Linked DNA regions of Bos taurus: region 2 is linked to region 1. A link is a contact called in public Hi-C data. All regions are on one chromosome and are shown on one strand. The core of a region is the stretch at or near the end of the contact, and the rest is flanking DNA. Distances in the headings are between cores, read along the strand shown.

Region 1 (3,665 bases), core at 826-3,325:
CCTGCCTCCTCTGCAGGCTCTCTTGGACACGGTGTCCTGAGATGACGCTGGCCAACTTTGCCCTGTGGGGAAACAAACGCACACCCAGCGGCCTCTCTGCCCCAGGGCGATAGAAGGAGTGGGCACGGCTGGTCTCCATCTCAAAGACGCTGGTCAGGGGGCGTGGGGTAACCTGTCTCCTTGACTCACTGGTCATCTCAGGGGAAGGACTGAGGTGAAAACTTTTTACTGGTCCTGCCTTCAGTCAGCCGGGTTTTCCTTAGTTCTTTTTGTCTTTAAAATTTCTTTGCTTTAAAAATCATTTATTTACTTTTATTTTACTTTTGGTTGCGCTGGGTCTTCGCTGCTGCGCAGGCTTTCTCGGGTTGTGGCGAGTGGGGGCGACTCTCCAGTTGTGGTGCATGAGCTTCTCATTGCAGCGGTTTCTCTTATCGCGGAGCACCGGCTCTAGGGCATGCCAGCTCAGGAGTTGTGGCACACATCTTAGTTGTCCCGTGGCATGTGGGATCTTCTCAGACCAGGGATCAAATCCGTATCCCCTGCATTGGCAGGTAAATTCTTATCTACTGTACCCCCAGGGAAGTCCTATTCCTGTCTTTTTTCTCCCTTAAATAAGGACATTTTCTTGATGTCTTGTTATGTAATAGTATGATGCGCTCATTACTGGCAGGCATGTAACTAGGACACACAGCAGTAGTAGTTCTCAGAGTGATTTGAAAAATGGTCCAGGGACTCTGGAAGCTGGACGCTGCAGATCACAGGTGTACGTGGGATGGTAGTTATACTTCCCAGGGACTCTCTTTCCTAAAGACTAGAAGCCCTTGGGAGAAGGCAATGGCACTCCACTCCAGAACTCTTGCCTGGAAAATCCCATTGATGGAGGAGCCTGGTGGGCTACAGTCCATGGGGTCACTAAGAGTCGGGCACGACTAAGCGACTTCACTTTCACTTTTCACTTTCATGCATTGGAGAAGGAAATGGCAACCCACTCCAGTGTTCTTGCCTGGAGAATCCCAGGGACAGGGGAGCCTGGTGGGCTGCCGTCTATGGGGTCGCACAGAGTCAGACACGACTGAAGCGACTTGGCAGCAGCAGCAGCTCTTGAGATCAGGGAAACTCAGACTCCAGGACACTATTTAGATTCAAGCACAAGCAGGTCAGTTCACAGTTGCAGACTGGCACTTTCCTGGGACATCACTCTGTGGTATATGAACACAGGAATTTCACCGTATACTGCTCCAAGTATCCATAAGTCACATAAGCAAGTTTCCTTAAAAAAAAAAAAAAAAAAACTTCTAAAATATTTTATTTTCTAAAAAATGAGATTTCTACATTTCTTGATTTTCTATGTTTGAATTGTGACTATGTGATTAATATTCTTATCCATATGGAGAAGTATTAATATCAAGAACACCCTCTGTGGTAACTGGGCACATGCACTTAAACTTCCTGCCACCCTAAGTAATAAATGTCTTTGCAAATGTAAACGGCGTGAAGCGTGTCCTAAGGCTCGGATTTACTTCCGCGTCTTCGCTCAGTGCTGTGACTCTGTCCTGGCGGAAGAGGCGCGGTCCTTGGCTCACATCGCAGCTGCATGTAGATATGCTGGTCCTTGCGATGGACGTCGCGCTGAGCGGGGGTGGGGGAGGAACTCAGCGCGCAGACCTGCGGACTGTGGAGCTGACCCTTCCTCCACGCGCCTGAGGGCCGCCTTTCCCGCCCCCAATCGCCCGCCCTGAGCCCAGCGCACCTGCCCGCCCACCCGCTGCATTCCCGGCTCGTGGCCGCGAAGCTGTTCTGCAAACAGGAGTTGGACTAAAAGCCAAACCCGCCCAGCAGCTCGAGACTCAGAGCACGGACCGCCCGCAGCCCCTTTTCCAGCAATCGGGGGGTTTGCTAGGCTGCATGCAGCGTTTCCGCGATTTCTTTCCTGCTCCTCGTACAGAAAACGTTTGTCAATCAGAGTGGGTACCGCCCGGGGCCGCCAGATGTCCCTGAGTCTAGCGGCTGCGCTGCGGGCCGCGGGCCGGCGAGGAGCTAGCGGGGCGGGGCTAGAGCGCTTCCCGCGCGGCTCCACGAATGGATGTGCCAGGGGACCGAGTGTTGGGCTCACGCGCCCTGCGTGCCCCCGCACTTGCCCGCGCCCCGCCCCTGCCCGCCCCTCACCTGCCCGCGCTTCTGCACCTGCAGCTGCAGCGCACCGCACCTCACCTGCCCCTTGCGCCCTGAGGCCACACCTGCGCATTGGAGTCCCGCCTCCAGTTTCCGCTTTGCGGGAAGGAAACGCAGGGACAGAGTTAGGAAACGACGGGGCTGGCTCTTCCTCCCGACCCGGGAGGCCGAGTGCTCGGTGCCCCCGCGGGGTCTTGGACCCGTCCTGGGGTGGATGCAGTGAAAGGGGAGGCTGAGAAGCCACAACTGACGTCACACAACTGACGTCACACAACTGCGGGAGGCACCTGCCCCAAGGGAAACCTTGGAAGAAATGTCTTTTGGAAACACGTTCCTTTGAGACAGAGGTGGGGTGTTCAGGGAAGATTGCGGTTTCCCTGGCTGGTTGCAGGGGTGGCATGGGCCGGGGCTTGAATTAATTTTTCTGATAATTTTTAGAAGTATTTCTTGAGTGTTACACCTTTCTGTAGTGTTACACAGTTTTAGTATTTGTTCTTGTTGTGTACACAGGAACACCTGCAGTTACTACTGGAAGCAGTTGTTTGTGTGGGAGAGATAACATTCATGTTCGTCCAGCCGTGTTAGAAGGCTTGGAGCTGCTGGGGTGGCCAGAGATGGCGATGATGGTAAAGCAGCAGGTCTGCATGTCCACCCATGCACGCTCCCTGTGTCCAGGCCCCGACAGTGGCGAGGAAGCCTGTCAGCATGGCTTGGCTGGTGTGGCTTTTTGCTTTGTGAAGAGGCCTTTGCTGAAAGGAAGGTGACCCTTTTCTCCTGCCTGCCCAGCTGGGAGCAGCTGGCCCTTGGGCTCACGAGGGTTCTTTCTCCCAGGGGCACATGTGGGCAGACTCCCTATTTTCCTTTCTTGCTTGAAGGAGTTGGGCCTATCACAGGACGACCAGTGTCTGGGCTGTGATATGATGGTCTAAGTGGCCAGGGCAGAGAGAGTGCCCCAAGGAAAGGTGGCCCTGGGAAGGCTCCGGGAGTGGCTCCCCACACGGGGGAGCCGCAGGAGCGGGGCTCAGGGGTGAGTGAGTGTGGGGTGGTAGCCACTCACCAGATGGCACCTGAGGCTGCAGACCTCTGGTGCCCGAAGCAGACCAAGTGGTGGGCCTCCGTGGACTCTGCCTTCTGTGGGAAGAGACCCTTAAGCCATGCAGGTAATGATGGTGAGAAAAGCTGGGGAGAGATGAACCGGGAAGGGGGCCAGTGTGGGGCACCGGTCAGGGACAGTTTTCCTGTGGGATGTGAGGGAGTTCGTCATGGAGGTGGCCTTGGGACCATGTGGCCCAGACGCGGAGGCAGGAGCACACTGGTGTCCCTGGGGGACCACAGGAGGAGGCGGGAAAGCTGCCCTGGTGGCCATGAGCTTGCTGTGGCAGAGGCTTGCTGGCTGTGACCATGGTGAGATGGGCTTCAGCCAAGGCCTGTGATGTTCTTGTTCCAGCTTTAAAACGTTAAAGTCATATTGAAAACAGACAAGGAGACAGAGG
Region 2 (3,665 bases), core at 561-3,060, 270 kb after region 1:
CAAAAACCCAAGAACCAAAAATTTCATCGGTCTGTCTGCCTAATCAATTGATTGGGAGAACAACATCCGTATTTGCTAATCATTGGGAGACATTTAACTGAACACACGTCCAAGCACATCTCTCCTGATTTGCTAACTGATCTTTGAGACCAAACCTCCTGAATCTAACTTTCCAAAGTCTAAATGCTGTTTGCAGTCTCGGGAGCAGAGGCTGTTAGCAAGCAGTAGAGTCCTTTGTGCTCTGACGACTTTTTGAGCCGTCAGGAAGTAGCTAAAACCGAACATACATCATCAAAAGTACTGTGTCACCACTTAAGGCAAATCGGACAGCCAGCCCAGAGCTTCCTTCTGCTGGACGGCGACACCCTGACTATGTGTTTCTCTTACCAGTGTGAGTTCTGATGTGTCCTTGCAGTAACCAGGGTCTGGAGAACGCCTTGCCGCAGATCTTGCAGACACAAGGTAAGGTGTGCGTCCGAATGTGCATCTTGAGGGCGCCCAGGCTCACGTATTCCTTGTCACAGTACTTACAGCTGAAGGATTTCCTGGACTGGGCGTCACAGTGCAGCTGCTTGTGTTTGCCCAGCCCTGAGAAGGTCGAATAGGTTTTATTGCATAAATTGCACTGAAATTTTTCAGCTTCGATGGCGTGGGGGTCTGAAAGCTTGGACTGTAGCCTTTCTTCTTCGTCGCTAATGGGGCTCTCGGAGCCGCTGTGGTCCTTGGATGAGGTGTCGGACGGAGGAGGGGGACTCACGCGCCCCAAGGATGCGGGGTATCCGGACAGAGGGGAGAGGCCAGCGGGCAGCGGGGCGTGGAAGGGAGAGGCGGTGGTCCACACGGCGATGGGGCTGTAGGCTCCCGACCTGAGGACCTCCGGCTGTGGGATGACAGGCACGGGGTAGCCCTCGTAGAGACACGGGGAGATAATCACTGCGGAGAGAGGAGAGGAGCGGGGCGTGAGACAGAGGGCACCGTGAAAGCGCAGAGAAGAGCCAGGCTGCACGCGCAGGGAACGAGGAGACAGACTCCCCAGGAGCAGTCAGGCGCTGGGAGGACATAAGTTTTCCGCCGCTGCTGCTCGCGGTCACTGCGCTTAAGGCTCATTTGTGCACCCCCCAATCCCTGGCCCCGCATACGAGCGAGTGTGGGGGGCTGCCCAGCCCTGCGACCAGCGAGCGCAGAGGGAAACCTACCCACTTTCTAAAGATACAGAAAAGTTCTCTTCCATCTTATGCGTGGGCTGCTTGCTTGGCTCACGCCGGTAAGTACAAGGATTGGCGTAAATCAAGCCTCTTTCTGGAGGAAAGGAGCCTTATTACATGAAAAAGGCAATAATTCAACGTTCACGCACTGCCTCACCCAGCTTCCACGTCCTCATTATGCAAGTATGTACACGCTGCGGAACGTGACGTCGCAAGAGCCCAGGGAAGTTCTCCTCGCCAGCTCAGAGTGTGGAAGTTTTGAATTAAACCCGAGCCCGAACGATCTGAGGAAGGACCGCTCTTTCGGGAGCAGACAGCCTGGGTGTCCTGCTCTTTAGTATCAAAGTCGAGCGGCGGCACACCCCTGTCGTTACCTATTTACAGACTGAGATGCGGACATCTGGCCTTCCCTTACCTGTGTGTGTGTCCAGCTCGCTGTAGTTGGGCTTCTTGGAGGCGTTGAAATGCTTCTTGACCAGGAAGGAGCGCGGCATCCTGGCGGCGGCGCGGGGCGCGGAGCGCTGGGCGCGGGGCGCGCGGTCCTACAGCATCTCTGCCCCGCAGGTGCGCGCGCGGCGCCGCCAGGTCGCGGGCTCCTCGCGGACTGAGCCCGCGGTGGCGGCGGGGAGGCCTTTTTTTCCTCTCTTTCGCGAGAAGGGTCCAATCACAGCCGAGAGGTTCAGATTTCAGCTCCTCCCTCTGGGCCAGCTGTGAGCAGAGGAGGAATCTGTTGTCAGACTAAATTATTCTGGTTCAAAATGGGCTGTGCCCCGGGCTTTCAGTGGAGAGGAAAAAAGTGCTTCAGTCTTTTCGGGAGAGGTCGTTTTCCTTCCTGAGCGCAGAGCCGGGCGTCCTTGCTCCGGGCGCGCTGGGTCCGCCGCCGGGCCTGGCTTTCAGGTGCGGGTTCCGCGCCGGCTGGGAAGGCTGGGCTCTGGGCTCCCGGAGCCTCGCGGCTTTGGAGAGCTTTGGCGCGCACAGGGACAGAGCAATTCACTCCTGGCTTTTGAAAAAGGAAGGTAGCGGCGAGGACAAAGCCCCAGTGAGTGAGCCGCGGGCCTGCAAGGGGGCAGCCCGGGTCGAGACCCGTCCGCTTCGCGCGCTGGGGATGCGCTTCGTGTCCCGGCGGCTGGGGGTAGGGGGGCGCTTCCTCGGGAAATAAAGCGGTCGTGTCACTTGTTAACATCGGGGCTTGAAAGAAGCGCTTTGTGGCCCCCGAAGGACCCACGTCCAGGGAGAAGCGGGACCCCAGGATGAGAGGGAAGGATGAACTAAGGTCCCTGTCGTGGGAATCTGGAACGCTCTCCCAGAGGCCTCTGAGAAGCGCTTCTATCTTATCATGCATCACTAGGTGGTTTGTTTTTTTTTTTTTTTTTTTAATGGAAAAAAGCGTGAATGGGCCCTTAGGGATAATAGTTTCAAACATTTATTTGCTTTTTGTGGTGCCTTTTTCAGTATAAAGTCACCGCATCATCTCTCTGCCACTCTCCTGTGTGGCGTTTTTAAGGAAAGGGTGCCTCCTCTGTAGCGCTTGGTTAAGTTTCTATACTAGCCGGGCAACTAGCAGAAACACCTTGATTTTGTGTACGGTATTGAGTCTAAAAATACACTAGAGTGGCTGGTTGTAAAAACGACATTTCAACCATGTTTTCAAGCATCTCTTCTCCTTTCCACCTCTTGCTTAAAAATTAAGGAAAGAACAAATTTGCAATCAGACCACTCTACCCTTGATTCGAACAGGTGCTAGGAGAAAAAAAAAAAAAAACAAGTGGAAAAATAACAGTTGAAGTCAAGACTTGCAAGAGGAAGGCGCATGTCTGGCACATAACTTCTTAATCTTGCGGTGAGGCGGCAGGGAGGGCGGGGCCCCAGCTGCCTCGCTATTGTGGAGGATCCCTTTACTTTCCTCCCAACAGTCACTGGTTCAAACACCAGAGAAAGGAATTTAGATGAACCTTTATGTTGAAAGAAGCAGTTTTCATGGGTGCCAGGAAAATATGAATATGCATCAGAGTCCTCCACAAACTGTGAACTGCAGGATAAACCCAGAGCAACTTTCCGAATTTCTGTTTTGTGAGGGAGTGGCTACTCACTCCAGTATTCTTGCCTGGAGAATTCCATGCACAGAGGAGCCTGGCAGGCTACAATCCATGGGGTGGGTTTCAAAGAGTTGGACTCGACTGAGAGACTAGCACTTTGATTTCAGATTGGCCAGTTTATTGGGAAAGGAGCTCTTCTCGCCCCTCCCAGCCCGTTTCCTGCAGGAGGCACTTTCTCAGGGACGCGACCCCCTTGAGAAAACCCAGATGCCAATGCACTGACTTCCTCCTTCAGCTCCACCCAGAGTCTGCTCAGCACAGTGAGGGGGCTGGAGGCATTCTGGTGTTTGTTTGTTGGTTGATAATTATGGCACAGGATGACCTGCTTAAGTGTGTATGTGAACAATCTGCTCTAAGAGTTGTA

What was found. A called contact is a pair of places that touch in the nucleus more often than the background predicts.
Region 2: a Hi-C map of skeletal muscle shows a contact between it and region 1, with 5 times the contacts expected there. A contact is called at or near these places in 2 of 11 Hi-C or Micro-C datasets (liver and skeletal muscle).

The regions. Positions count from the first base shown.
Region 1 is chr14:19,672,531-19,676,195 of ARS-UCD2.0, forward strand. No RefSeq gene overlaps it. Among named protein-coding and RNA genes, the nearest start is that of UBE2V2, 81 kb to the left of the region's middle.
Region 2 is chr14:19,943,206-19,946,870 of ARS-UCD2.0, forward strand. It overlaps SNAI2 (snail family transcriptional repressor 2), which reads right to left and starts at 1,811. Exons shown (of 3, transcript NM_001034538.2): 1 at 1,621-1,811; 2 at 388-933. The coding sequence starts at 1,699.